Linked DNA regions of Mus musculus: all the other regions are linked to region 1. A link is a contact called in public Hi-C and Micro-C data. All regions are on one chromosome and are shown on one strand. The core of a region is the stretch at or near the end of the contact, and the rest is flanking DNA. Distances in the headings are between cores, read along the strand shown. Region 1 holds the start of Mnt (max binding protein). Region 2 holds the start of C1qbp (complement component 1, q subcomponent binding protein). Region 3 holds the start of Spag7 (sperm associated antigen 7).

What was found. A called contact is a pair of places that touch in the nucleus more often than the background predicts.
Region 2: a Hi-C map of B cells shows a contact between it and region 1, with 5 read pairs. The contact joins the promoter of C1qbp here to the promoter of Mnt in region 1. A contact is called at or near these places in 1 of 39 promoter capture datasets (cranial neural crest) and 1 of 484 Hi-C or Micro-C datasets (B cells).
Region 3: a Micro-C map of embryonic stem cells shows a contact between it and region 1, with 5 times the contacts expected there. The contact joins the promoter of Spag7 here to the promoter of Mnt in region 1. A contact is called at or near these places in 2 of 39 promoter capture datasets (cranial neural crest and frontonasal cranial neural crest) and 1 of 484 Hi-C or Micro-C datasets (embryonic stem cells).

What each region holds. Positions count from the first base shown.
Region 1 is chr11:74,827,996-74,832,561 of GRCm38.p6, reverse strand. Mnt (max binding protein) reads right to left here and starts at 1,638. Exons shown (of 6, transcript NM_010813.3): 1 at 1,161-1,638. The coding sequence starts at 1,233.
Region 2 is chr11:70,979,690-70,984,503 of GRCm38.p6, reverse strand. It overlaps C1qbp (complement component 1, q subcomponent binding protein), which reads left to right and starts at 1,478. Exons shown (of 6, transcript NM_007573.2): 1 at 1,478-1,779; 2 at 2,184-2,334; 3 at 4,401-4,494. The coding sequence starts at 1,554. Dhx33 (DEAH (Asp-Glu-Ala-His) box polypeptide 33) reads left to right here. Exons shown (of 12, transcript NM_178367.4): 12 at 1-413.
Region 3 is chr11:70,666,588-70,671,104 of GRCm38.p6, reverse strand. It overlaps Spag7 (sperm associated antigen 7), which reads left to right and starts at 1,689. Exons shown (of 7, transcript NM_172561.3): 1 at 1,689-1,908. The coding sequence starts at 1,824. Camta2 (calmodulin binding transcription activator 2) reads left to right here. Exons shown (of 23, transcript NM_001190376.1): 19 at 26-97; 20 at 194-214; 21 at 369-556; 22 at 685-759; 23 at 843-1,642. The coding sequence ends at 906.

The DNA.
Region 1 (4,566 bases), core at 389-2,888:
TAGATGTCACCCTGAGATTCTGAGGATTCCCTCGCTACAGGATCAAAAACAGGAGGATCCAGCAAGAGCCTAGGTGAACATAGCTCCTCCTACCCAGGGCAAAGGCTCTCCCTGGGAGATGGCCAGCAACCAGAGCTGGAGGCCAACCCGACTCCAGGCCCCTCGCCAGCCCCGCCCAGACCCCGCCCCTAGGCAACCGCGAGGCGGTGAGGAGGGGCCGGGCCGCACAGTCCCCAGCGGGAGTGTCCCCCGTGCACGTGGTCGGGGGCGGGGCCTGACTACGTCAGCAGTCCGGGTAACCAACGGGCTTGGGACGCAGGCACACGCAACATTCCAGCCAAGAGCGGGTTTGAAACGCGCAGACACGCCACATTCCACACCGGCTAAAGCAGGGCAAGGCAGGGGGGCCTAGGGCTGCCCCCAGCGACCCGCGGGACACTCACATGCACCCAATCAGCGCAGCTCTCAGCCAAAGCTAGACGTGCGACCCAGCCCAGCTCTGGGAGGCGGGGTCAGGCGGGGCTGGCCAGGATCATAAGACACGCGATGTCATTTCATTCTGCAAAGGCCGCCTCCGCCCCAAGCAGCGCGTAGATCTGCCGGGAGCGCTCCCCGCACCCTCCAGCCCAGGCCAGGGAATCCGAAGAGCAGCTCGGCGTAGAGTATTCCCCACCCCCACTCAGTTACGCACACGCCCACTCGTGTGCTGTACAAACACACCCGTGTACAGGTCCGTTCATCCGCTCTTCCCCGGTTCCCATCACACATCATCTTGGTGCTCACACGCAAGCACACGCGGGTCTGCCACCCCCACACATCAACATCCCTCTCCCCATCCCCCGGTTCACACATCCTCAATGGTAGCGAGGGCGCCGCCCGCCCACAACTAAGGGGCCCCCCACTGAAGGTGTACGGGGGTGCCAGTCAGCTAGGGTGGTACCCGCAGAAACTGGGTCCTTCTTTGCATGTTAATGAATTCATTAATTATTTTCAACGTTCGCATCACTCCTCCCGGACGGCAGCTCTTGCGGGGAGTTTGTGCCCGGCTTTTTAGGTCGCGCCATAGAGGGGCCTCCCTGCGATTTCCAGTGGGTTCAGGGATCGGGGTCACTGGCCTCCCCTTCTGCCCAGTGCCCCAGGGGCCCAGCCGGGCCGCTCACCACGTGCTCTCTGTTGTTGCTGCGCTTGCCATTCCAGGAAGCGGGCCGCCTCCAGTAGCGTCTCTATGCTCATCGCGGCGAGAGCAGCCGGGGGCGCGCCGGGGCCGAGGCTGCGGCCCGCGAGCCAAGCACAGGTCAGGCTGGCGGGCCGGCAGGAGGGAGGGATCACCTCCGGGGGGCGACAGGGCTGGGCGGCGCAGCGCACTCCTCAGAAAAGAACGGGGGAGCACGGGGAGAAAAATCAATGTCTCCCAAAATATTTGCAAAATAAAAATTTGCAAATTAAAAAAATTTTGATGCAAAAAATAAAAAAGGCGGCACTGCCTTCTTCCTTCCTTCTTCCTCTTCCTCCCTTCCGATGCCTCCCGCCCCGCGGCCCCCGGAGTCCCGCCGACAAGAAAGGGCTTTGCAACAAGATGGCGAGGAGGCACCGACACACACAACAAGGGAAGGAGCCGCGCTGCCCCCGGCCGCCGCCCCCGCTACTACACCGGGGCCGCAGCCAAAGCCCGGACCGGAGCCCCCGCCCGCAGGGCCGCGGCGTCTCACTGAGGGCGGGGCCGCGCCAGGGATGGCCCCGCCCACCGCGCGCGCACACGTGGCTTGGGTGGGGGTGAGAAGATGGAACCAGGCTTCCTCGCTGTTTCCGCTTTCCCTACTTGCCCCTCCTCTCCGTGGCCAGCCACAAGTTAAACGGGGTTTGCGTGCTTAGGGCATTCACGGCGGGATCTGCCTTGCTGAGAGAATGGGAAGCCCAAGGCTTCGGTTAGCTGAGACAGCGGTGACACAGGTCAGGGAGACCTATAGTCTGACCCCTAGGTCTCTTCGCCCCACGTAGACACGACCTAAATCCCGCAGCCGTCCGGTCTGTCGCAATTCCCCCCGGGATCCGCCCCTGGGCGGAGCTGACAGCAGGCTGCTAGAGTCCTGACAGAGGGACGGGAGAGCTGATCCCGTTCCGGATTTTGTCTCTGTTCCTCCCCCCGCAGTGCGTTCGCATCCTATTAGGCTACATCACCAGGCCGCCCGCCAATGGGCGGGCAGGACAACACGGCATGGAGCAGCTCCACATGGACACCCCGCGCCGCCAGCCTTCGGTTTAAAGGGACAGTGTCTACAGGGTCGTATTAGCGGGTGCGGATAGGGCCACCGGGTGACGGAAGGGTGAGACACCTACAGGGGAATTCCGCAGTCCATCCCCTGCTTTACATTACCCTCCCATTCAAAACCAGGGCTTACTTCCCTTCTCCTAAATTCTTTGTCCACCGGTTTCTGATATGGGTGGGGACTAAAAGTGTGCCACTCTAGAGGGCACCTCGTTGTTGGGCCCCGGCACCAGTAATCAAAAGGAGAAGCGTCCAAAGCCCAGGCCGAGGAGGCGTGGCCTAAATCAGGAACAACAACGTGGAGGGCGGAAGCCGCGCGCTACCCTAGCGGCCCGCTGGGCGCGGGGCGGGGTCGCTCACTGTGTTGGGTTGGAACCGCGCACTCTCCTAAGCTCGCCAGTCAGTCTTTATCTTGGCTGCAGGGCTTAGGACTGTCCCTAGGTACAGTCAGAAAGATCTTTGAAGTCAGCTTGCCCAAATCATTGCACTTTGCAGGTAAGAAAACTGAGGCCCAAGTGAAGGGACTACTCCAACTGCTCCTTGTTCATTGAGCAACTCGTAGTCTAGTCAGACCTCTCTCAACCGCCAGCTGCCTCTTACCACCTCGGGTCCTCGCAAAAGTGAAGAACTATCAAACTGCAGTTCAGGAAGGGGGCTGAGCACTTACATCTTCTTGATTAGGACAACAAAAATATCCTACATCTGGAACTCTCTTTGGTGGAAAGCCATACAATCTCCATTCGTACAGTTAGCATTGAAAAGCACTAGAATATTATGGGCACAACGAAGCCGATGCAATTACTCTCAGTGCTAGGGATAGTCAGTTACCTGTTAATGCTTCAACCTCCATGGTAGCCAATGCAAGGGAAATGGAGACATGCCAGTCGGTGCTTTCAGGATCTTGGGCTCCATCGCACAGCACCGGAAACCCAACCATAAGATCGTAGAGCGGGCCACCGTGACAATCCAACCTATCCAACATTACCTGCCTACTTCAGGAGCTGCCAGGAACACAGAACAAAAGAGGGTGGCGGGTCTCCCTTCCCCTTCAGGTTTATCCTAGAGAAAGACACCCGGCACAGCTGAATGGAGTCTTTGATCTTGATGTATTGAACTGTAGCGTGTGAACCTGAGCATGAATAACTCTTATGCAAATGTCCAGTGTCACTAAGAAGCTAAAGCAAAGGAAAATACTAGGGATATACTAGGTAACATTCATTTAACAAGCACATGCCAGACAACTGGCTAAGTATGTTTATAGGTAAGACCAGGTGATCTTTAGTGAGAAGGTAGACTCTTGAGAGCCCAGTTGTCTACAGGTTAAGCAGCCTTTTCTTAGAAGCCTACAGGGGTGCAGGCTCTGCCTTTCCATCCTGGTGTCTACTTGCTTTGGGTGTTATTGCACCTGACCTACACATACTACAGAACATGGAGATGCCAGAGGTGGCGCTACCGGCCTTTTTGTTGTTGTTTTGCATGGAAGCCAACACCATTCACTCAAACTGTCCAGCTTGTCCTGTCTCCCTCAAGTGGCCCACAGCAATCATACAAAGCCAAGTGCTTCTAATCTTGTGAAGGACCAGTTCTGTGACAAAAAAGAAATTACTTTTCTGAGCAGTATTTTGAAAGCATCTCCCTTCTCTCAGGGAGAGGAAGTGAAAGTGGAATGAAGGCACACTTGAATGCTGGCCTTTCCCTTGCCCCCAGTACCCCATCTGCTTCAGGGCTTAGCAGAGATGCTTGCTATTTAAAACAAACAGCCTTACAGGCTTCACATGATCATGTTTATTTAGGTCACATGGGGACAGCAGTCAGGAGATGTTAGGCAAAACCAAGGATTTAGAAAGGCATTTGCAAGGCCTGTTATTGCCTTTAGGAGCCTAAAAATGGCCACCAGATTTTTCTCATCAACCAAGGTTTCTGGAAGTTCAGGAGTGGACAGTGGGGAGGTGAGACACCTAGAGGGAGGCACAGAAGAGGGAAATGAATGGGAGGGCTGTTTTAGTTTCCTGTTCCAATGGGTGGAGCCAGGGCATAAGTTGGCAAGCACATTCACTCAAGGGAAAGTCTAGTTTGATGTTTCAGCAAAAGCTTCGCTGGGTTGGAGAATGATCCCAGAGCCAGCCATCTTCTAAAACGTACTCAAGTCCTGTTGTGTCTTTTCTAGCTGCTGAGGATGTCTGGGTCAGGAGGGCAACAGGATCTTCTATCACTTTTTCATGCAGATTTCCAACGCCTTCCTTCTGTCTTGTGCTATTCCTCAATGCCTACTGCTCATTCCATAGCAAGCCTTCCTCCCT
Region 2 (4,814 bases), core at 229-2,728, 3.8 Mb after region 1:
AGAACATTTGCATCTCTTATAACAGGATTCCAAAACAGCAAAGTATTTACTGTGGCACAAATCCTTGTGCTCCAGCTACCAGGGTCTGTTTGGAACTGTGGCCGCGCATCTAAGATGCCATTCCTTGAGCACATAAACTAGACTATACCGGTGGGGAAACAATTCTCTATAGACTGCTGTAGTGTAGAAAACTGACAAGCGGATTTGGACATGTGCTCTGTTCTCTCTGGTCTCAAACATAAAAGAACAGTTCTAGTATATAATGCTCGAAATTTGCTTTTGACTATCAAATCCATAAAAACTGAATCTTGTATAATGATCTGTGTGGCCTCTTTTGTTGGGCCTCCTTTCCCTTATTTAAAGAATGCTGTTTAGAATATTAAACATTATTCTTACTGCCATTCATTCGATAAGTCTTGGTATCCAGCATTTACTTTTGTTTTTTTTTTTTTTTGAGAAGTCTTTTTCATGTGACCCTGACTGTTCTGGAACCTGCTGTGTAGACCAGGCAGGTCTCAAACTCAGTTGTTTGCCTACCTCCCTGATGCTGGGACTATAATGCATGAGCAGGGCTTTTGTTGTTTGTTTTGGGGTGTGTGTGAGTGATTTGGTTGGTTTTTGTTTTGTTTTGTTTTGTTTGGGGAGGGGAGTGGTTTTGTTGATTGGTTGATTGATTGATTTTTTTTTAAATACCTTTGAGTGTTTTGGTATCTGCTGCCCTGGAACTGAAGTTAGATAGTTGTGAGCAGGCATGTGGATGCTGGAACTAGAACTCTAGTCTTCTGCAAGAGCAACAATGCTCTTAATCACTGAGCCATATCTCCAGCCTCTTATCCTTGATTCTTTTTTTTTAATAGATATTTCAAATGCTATCCCCTTTCCTAGTTTCCTCTCCAAAAATCCCCTAAACCCTCCTCCTCCCCCTGCTCCCCAACCCACCCACTCCCGATTCCTGGCCCTGGCATTCCCCTGTACTGGGGCATATAATCTTCGCAAGACCAAGGGCCTCGCCTATGATGTAAGCCATATATTCCTGCTCCCAGGAAACCGATGGTCCATTAAAACTGGCCCATGAATTGTTAGGGCGTGCAAAGGTTTCCAACATAAATCCTTCATCCTGTTCTTGGGATTCTGGATCTAATGTCTAATGAGGCCAGGATGTCCACTCCACAGCAACTGCGTGCAGGTCAGCCTGGGCTTTCCAGAATTAGTCGGTTTCAGAAGATCGTTAAGTGATCTTTGAATATACGGTTTTGCGCGAGTTGGGGTGAACCTGAACGCATTCCGCGGTAACAAAGCTTGGTGTGGATTGAGAAAAGCAGGTGAATTGGGGAGAGTGGGCAGCAAGGGAGACATGGTGGTCAAGGTAGCTGAGTCAAGGCCTCCCCGACTGCACTGGCGGCTCCCAGCAGAGGGCGCGGTCCGGCCCGGATGACTGCAGTCCTCTGGGGTGGAAAGCGCTTCCCCGGGCGAGGGCGGGGCTTCCGGCAGCGCGCGAGGTCACACGGTGCCTTGGCCCGGTCGTCCTTCCCTCTGCACGTGTCCGCCCCGCGATGCTCCCTCTGCTGCGTTGCGTGCCCCGCGCCCTCGGCGCCGCCGCCTCCGGCCTCCGAACCGCCATCCCGGCCCAGCCGCTTCGGCATCTCCTGCAGCCCGCGCCCCGGCCATGCCTCCGGCCCTTCGGTTTGCTCAGCGTACGGGCCGGCTCGGCTCGGCGCTCTGGCCTCCTGCAGCCCCCGGTTCCCTGCGCGTGCGGCTGTGGCGCTCTGCACACGGAAGGTAAGGTTCACGCACCCTAGTCGGAGTGCGGCCACCCAGCTTGGAACAGACCCTCGTGATCGAAAGCTTCCCCCCCCTTCTCGCGTCTTGGAAATGTGGCTTAGCAAAGTCCGTAGGGTCGTGGTTTCAAAGTGTGGTTGTTGGTTATGTCTTTTGGAACCAGAAAGAGGATAATTGGGAATTCTTTTGTTTAATATGGGAAGTAATAGTAGTGAGTCCATGATAAGAAATAACCATCTCATGATAAATATCAGTTCAGCTCAGTAAGTATATCCTGCTCTTTTTATAGAGTGAGAAACGGACGTTTTAAGGAGTGATTTGGGCTAGTGTCGTAAGAATGGATACAGTCCGGTCTATCGGTAACCGGCTTTTCTCCCTTTGGGTCATCTTGGCTTTTCTTTTAGGAGACAAGGCCTTCGTTGAATTCTTGACTGATGAAATTAAGGAAGAAAAGAAGATCCAGAAACACAAGTCCCTTCCCAAGATGTCTGGAGATTGGGAGCTGGAGGTGAACGGCACGGAGGCTAAATTATTGCGCAAAGTTGCCGGAGAAAAGTAAGTGGCCCAGGGCTTGTATTCTGGGTTCTCAAGTCGGGAATCCCTGACTACAGCACCCTGTCCTGGCCATCCCCAGGAGAGCCTCAGCTTAGGCCCAGTACTTTGATAAAATGGCTTTTCTTTTTTGGGTTTGTTTGTTTTTTTTTTTTTTCCGAGGAAGGGTTTCTCTGTGTAGCCCTGGCTATCTTGGAACTCACTCTGTAGACCAGGCTGGCCTCGAACTCAGAAATCCGCCTGCCTCTGCCTCCCGAGTGCTGGGATTAAAGGTGTGCGCCACCACAGCTGGCCAATAAAATGGCTTTTAAGAAAGCATTTACTTGGAAAAGTTCTTAGGTTCCAGGGAGTGCATTCTCTGAATGAATACAGACTTCTGGGCTTGGTTATTAAGGAGGCCTGAAGCAGCTCCAGGGTGTGTAGAGGGGAGTCTGGGAGCCACAAGCGCAGTCACTGGCTTACTAATGAGGGATGCTGTGCCCAGTCTGGACCTAAGGGCTGGGACTTTTTTTTTTTTTAATGTTTAATAGTACTGATAAATTCATTTGTTTAGAACTCCCATCTGGCTTGTGTTTGTAGTAGTTAAAAATGCAAGGTATGTAACTTTTAAGGAAGAAGTTAGAGTGTAGAAAGGCCATCAGACAAAGGTAGAAGGTTCTTAGCCAAGCTTAGCTCTCGCTTTCCTAAACCGATCATTTCTGAGACAGGGTCTCTGTGTTGCTGCTGTAGAGCACAGACCAGCCTCTGACTCTTGGTCCTTCAGACACCTGTGTGCTGAGGTTGTAGGCACGTGCTACCACACACCCTTAAGACCGTTAAGCCCTTGTTTGTGCTGTTCTGTGTTACACAGTCGCCCACGGCCTTCCTTAGAGAAGTCTACTTGGACTCTTGAGTGCTTCTCTAGCATGCGTGAGGCCCCAGGATCCATCCCTGGTGCTTTAGGAACACAGTGTACAAGAAAGCAGTTTTATCCAGTGGGGCCTATAAGCCTAGTGGTAGGTGTGTGTGTGTGTAGATTAGAAAGTTCAAGGCTAGCCGGGCGTGGTGGCGCACGCCTTTAATCCCAGCCAGGCAGAGGCAGGCAGATTTCTGAGTTCAAGGCCAGCCTGGTCTACAAAGTGAGTTCCAAGACAGCCAGGGCTATTCAGAGAAACCCTGTCTTGAAAAGCCAAAAAAGAAAGAAAGTTCAAGGCCAGGCTGAGCAGTGGAGGGAGGGGCTCGCCTATAATGCTATCACCCTGGGAGGCCGGAGTAGGTGGATTTCTGTGAGTTCAAACCAGCCTGGTCTATGAGCAAGTACCAGAACAGCCAAGGCTACACAAAGAAACTCTCTCTTGAAAAGCCAAGAGAGGGAGACTGACTGACCCGGCTCAGCTTAGTCTGGGCTGTCACAGGTTGTACATGCTTTCTGGTTTCATCTTGCCATTCTTTTTTTGGTGGCAAAGTGGCAGCAAGGCATTGCCCAGATGAACTCCGGGAAGCAGCACCCAGTACCCTCTTGCTTGGGTTAGTTGGCCCTGCTGAATCAGTGTAGCCCTGGAACTTCTGCTTGCAGGTGTGGAGGCAAAGGAATTTTATCTGATTTCAGAACATGTGCTGTCACATAAGAATTCTGACCATCTCACATGGGCCAGGGTGCAGCCGTGAACTTCGGCCAGGCACGCACAGAGTACTTGTTTGAGCTCCAGAATCCCCCAGAAGGGGGAAGAGCCACTAGGTGTTTCAGTTCCTAGTTTGTGACTATGCAAAGTGAATCTGCTCTGCAGCACGTGTGAGGCTTCCTGGAGCAGATGGCTTCCCTGGAAAGACCCCCGGGACACCAGCCTGGCAGCTACATCCACAGCTGTAGTCATTTAATTTGTAGCACTTTGTATGAACACTTCAGAAGGTGTTTAATGGCCGTGTTGGTTTAGGCACCCAGGCTGGTTTTAAGTTCTGTTTAAGTCCTGGTGCAGCTCGCTAGGATGGAGACATTGTTTTAGCGTGCCTTCGCACCTGCCCTACCGCAGCAGGCCTCCCTCTTCCTGTGCTAATAGTGTACCTTAGTGTGCTTCTACTTGCCGTTCTAGGATCACGGTCACTTTCAACATCAACAACAGCATCCCTCCAACATTTGATGGTGAGGAGGAGCCCTCACAGGGGCAGAAGGCTGAAGAACAGGAGGTAAGCTAGTAACACTCCAGCCAGCCAGTCTTTCTGTCCGAGAAGGAGGAACTTTTTAGGTAGATTGTGCATGGACCATGTTCTCAGAGTGTGTGGCCCCCTGTAGAGCTTAGGCTTCATTATTGGCCTGTGTCCTCTTAATACAAAGGAGCTATGACCGCCCACCCCTGCCTGTGTGGGGTATGGGAGGACTTAGTCTACAGATAACTCTCATTGGGAGTGTTTTCAGTGTGAAAGATGACAAGTGGATGGTCAACACTCGTCGTGTGACCAAGATAGGAAGGCTGGGGTGGTGGGGCTTAGAGACTTTAAATTATGTT
Region 3 (4,517 bases), core at 440-2,939, 4.2 Mb after region 1:
ACGGGGCCTCATTCTCTTCCTTTAGGGTCGGAGGCTGAAGGAGCAGCAGGAGGTAGCCGCAGCGGTGATCCAACGTTGTTATCGGAAGTACAAGCAGGTTAGAGCATTTTCTCAAAAGTATACCAACACGCGTCCACCTAACCTATCTATCTCTGTGCTATGAGAGCCCTAACGTCCCCTCTCTTTCCACAAGCTGACCTGGATTGCACTTAAGGTATTAGGCATGAGATCTGGGTGTGAGTAGTCTGATTCAGCCGTGGGTGGGTCAGAGAACGGGCTCTACATCAGCCTAATTGAAGGGTGACCTTCAGAGGTTTGGATTTCTGTCTCTCCATTTCAGCTCCTGTCCCCCCTCTCCTTCCCTGCAGTTTGCACTCTATAAGAAAATGACTCAGGCGGCCATCCTGATTCAGAGCAAGTTCCGAAGCTACTATGAACAGAAGCGGTTTCAGCAGAGCCGCCGAGCAGCGGTGCTTATCCAGCAGCACTACCGCTCCTACCGCCGCAGGCCGGGGCCTCCTCACCGGCCCTCAGGCCCCCTTCCTGCTCGAAACAAGTAGGGACCACCCCTTCCTGCCCCTATACAGCCCTCAGTTTACCTCTTTGTTAATGCCCACTACCTCTATCGGCCCTCCAGCCTTTCCCTACAATGGTCTTAAAGTGGGGACTCTTCTTTCCCACCAGGGGCACCTTTCTCACCAAGAAGCAAGACCAGGCAGCCCGGAAAATAATGAGGTTCCTGCGGCGCTGCCGACACAGGTTCTAACCCCATCCTTACCTCTCTGCCCTGACACCTTTTCTGATCCATCAGTCTCCTCTGACTTGGCTCTGTCTCTCCGCAGAATGAGGGAACTGAAGCAGAACCAGGAGCTGGAGGGGCTGCCCCAGCCAGGACTGGCCACCTGACCTCTCCAACGCCTTTCTTCAAAACCCTGGGAGCCCCTTCTGGCTGTCTAAACAAGGAGAGGGCTTTCGGGACTAGGGGAGCCCCCTGTCGGCAGCTCTTCACCCCTTCACCTTTTTGGGAGCCCTTCGTAGAACCCCCGCCCCCAGGCCTTACACGTTTCCTCCCTTCTGGTTGTGCCTCCTCTTTTGGTCTCCGGCTCCAGAAGACCCACGCCCCACATATCTGCATCTTCAGCTGTGACCTCCGGAGCCCTGCCTGCACCTTCTCCATATCCCCGTTCCTGCCTGCACCTGACTCGGACCTTCCTGACTTGCCTTATTTATTTGTTCGAGAGTCTCTGATGAATGTATCCGCCTCGGTCCCCACCGCTGCCTTCGCTGCGCGCGCCCTCGTGTTTCAGGGGTGACTGCCCCCACCTTGACTCCGCATGTTTGCGTCTGTTTCCTCCTTTCCTGGCCCTGTCTTCCCCATCACCCTGACTCTCTGGTCGCCCACGTAGGGGCCAAAGAGGAGGGGGTGTACATAGGATCGCGAGGCGGAGTCCCGCTCCCGTGGGGAGGGGTGTGTACATAACTGTAACATACAGAGTATAGTGAAGAATCTATTTAAGGCGCTGCGCGGCCGGGCGTCTGATTCCCTGGCGCGGCGGGAGCCCCCGGCTGGCTCCACGAGCACTTTCTACTTGTGCATGGGCTTGGTTTATACGAATTGCCATTAAACGTCTCTGCACCAGCTAGCCTCCGGCCTCTCTCTGCTGGGGGCGGGGTAGGAAGGTCGCCACGCAAGTCGCCGGCCTCATCTCGCTGCCTTAAGCGGGGCGGAGCAGCGCGGTTTTTCGCTTCCGACGTGTTTCCGGCCTTAAAGGCATTTCGTCCTTCCCTTTAAGACGCACCGCCCCCTCTCACTCATTCCCAAGATGGCGGACCTACTGGGCTCCATCCTGAGCTCCATGGAGAAACCACCCAGCCTCGGTGACCAGGAGAGTCGGCGCAAGGCCCGAGGTGAGGATCCCAGATTCACAACCGCGTATCTTCGCCCGATTCTTGGGACCACACTCTTCCCTCTTTGAATAATGCCACCTCCTACCCTAACAGACCCCCCACAGGCCACTTCTGAGACCCTCAGAGTCCCTAAAAGGCCTGTCGGCCCGCCCGCTGTCTTTTGCAAACAATGATTGGCTACCTCAGCCTGCCTTCTACCTCCAGTCTCTTCTTCCTATCCTCGCCTTTTACAGTCCTTGTTTGCGATTGGTCAACGGGCCTGCCTGTCTGCTGTTGGTGAGCTCTGATTAGTAGGATGCCTTTCTTCCGATTGGAGGATGTCGTATCCATCGCCTCGGTCCCGCGAATCTCCAGTTCTATTACGATTGAGTTTAGGGCACGCCCATCCACCCGTCTGTTCCCCTCTATTGGCTAGCTCAGCCAAAAGCTCTACCTTTAAAGTGTTACCTTTTCTGACCGACCTCAGCCTCAGCTCCTCCCATTGGTTGGCTGGATCCTCCTATCTTTATGCCCCTTCTTGAGTTGACCCAGTCCCTCATACCTTCCACCGCCCTTTCCTAACTATAGCCTTAAATTCCTGTGCTGCCCAACTAGATCGTGATGTTGATTGGAGAGATGAGAATGCCCCGCAGGCTCCGATTCGCCATCTCTCCTTCCCAGCCCCCGCGCTGAGTAGCTAACCAGAAAGCTCGCTGGGGTTTGGCAGCCAGGGTAGGGTGCGGCCCGAAGTGGCCTGCCCTGTATTGGCTTGGAGCGCATGTGAAGGACTTTATAGAAAGGATAGCCTTAGGTGCATCCAGCTCCCAACCACGTGAGCCTTGGTCGTGGATAAGTCTCCTACCCGCACCTACTACCCATCTGCTCAAAGGAGGCAAGACAGGATGCTTTCAGAATGTTCAAAGACTGTTAAATATCTGTACTCCCTTATTTACAAAACTTGTGAAGCCAAAGATGCTCATCAAGGAGATTATAGACCATGTCTGGGACGTTTATTAATGATCATACGGAATTTTAATAACCAATTAATATACATGTGTAGGAAAGATTAATTGGGAGTCCCAGGCTTGTCTGAAATGAGCCGAGCAACAAAGAATAGGTAACTCAGTAAAGGGAGTGCAGTCTGTTCGAAAGCTATGGGAAAGCAGAGCTTAATAGGAAACAGGAGTTAGAGTTACTTAATGTTCAGCTGAGTAATAGGTGTGCTCCCATCAGCCGTCAGAATAGGAGGCTTTAGCCACTTGCCTCGGGTCTCAGGTTACTAAGCTGAATTTGGAACCCAGATGTGAGCTCGTAGCCTCAGTGTTCTTATGCTACCTCCCAAGATGCAGAAAACACTGGAAAAGCAATCAGAACACAATGAAAGGCCAAGATAGTGAAGTCAGACAGACGAGAGCTTCTAGTTTGTCAGGTCTTGGACTCTGACGTCTAACTGGACAGGTGAGCAGGGTCAACCCTCCAGCAGCTCATAGCCTGGTAAGGGAGACAGGGGGAAAAACAAAACAAAAAACCCCACGTCTTTAGCAGTGAATGTGCTTAGAGCGTAGAGGAAGTCTTGACTCACGGTGAGGATTCAGTGTTTGCTGTGAGAGGAGGAAGAGCATTCCAGAGAGAAGGAGCACGTGCAGAAGCATGGAGTGACTAGAAAACAGGAAGAATTCAGTGCCACTTTGGGGACTCAGTCCTGTGGAAGAAGCAAGCTTGGATTTTGAAACACCAAAAGAAAGGGGAAGGGACATTTGAAGCTGAGGAACAGGAGGAAGATGTGTGCCCAATCACAAGAGGCAGCAACCCCCTACCATGGGAAGCGACAGGCAGGATAAGGAACCAGGTTAAAAGTAGCTGAGCGGGCTGGAGAGATGGCTCACGGTTAAGAGGACAGACTGCTCTTCCTGGGAACCTGAGTTAGATTTGCAGACTCCACATCAGGTTCCTTACAACTGCCTGTAACCCCAGCTCCTGGGGGGAATCTGACATCTCAGATCTCTGTGGGCACTCGGATTCATACATAGACGAATATGCATAGTTAAGATAATAAAAATAAATCTAAGGAAAAAAGGTAGTCTGGTGGCTGGGAATGTTTCTCAGTCAGCGGTGAAACACTTAGCATATGGAAGACCCTAGGTTCAAGTCTCAACACCACATTTGTCAGTCCTCGGCTAGCATATCTGTAAGTTTGAGGCCAGCATGGACTCCATAGTGAGTTTCAGGTCTGCCTGGAAGTCTCAAAGCTGGGAGTAGGGAGAGAGAGCGGACAGCCCCGTATTGCTTATAGTTGGGGTTGCGGCTCAGTGCCAGAGCTCATGTCTAGGTATATCCCTGGGGTTGCAGCTGTCCCCCAAGGGCAGACGGGATGATCTGGTACAAAGGCAGGATCTGAGAGAGGGGAGGAGCATTCGGTAAAAGAGGAGAGTTTATTTATGGCTAACTTTGGACACCTCTGCCTCCAAAGAAAAGGTCAATGTCTTAGGGTTCCTGCTGCTATGAGGAGGCGCGTGATTGAAAAGCACTCAATGGGCTTTCTAGACCAGAGTTCCAGATTTCTTCTTCAGTGGCCCCACCCCCACCCCCAGCCCCCAAGCAAACCCAACATGGCCAGCCTTGTCACAACA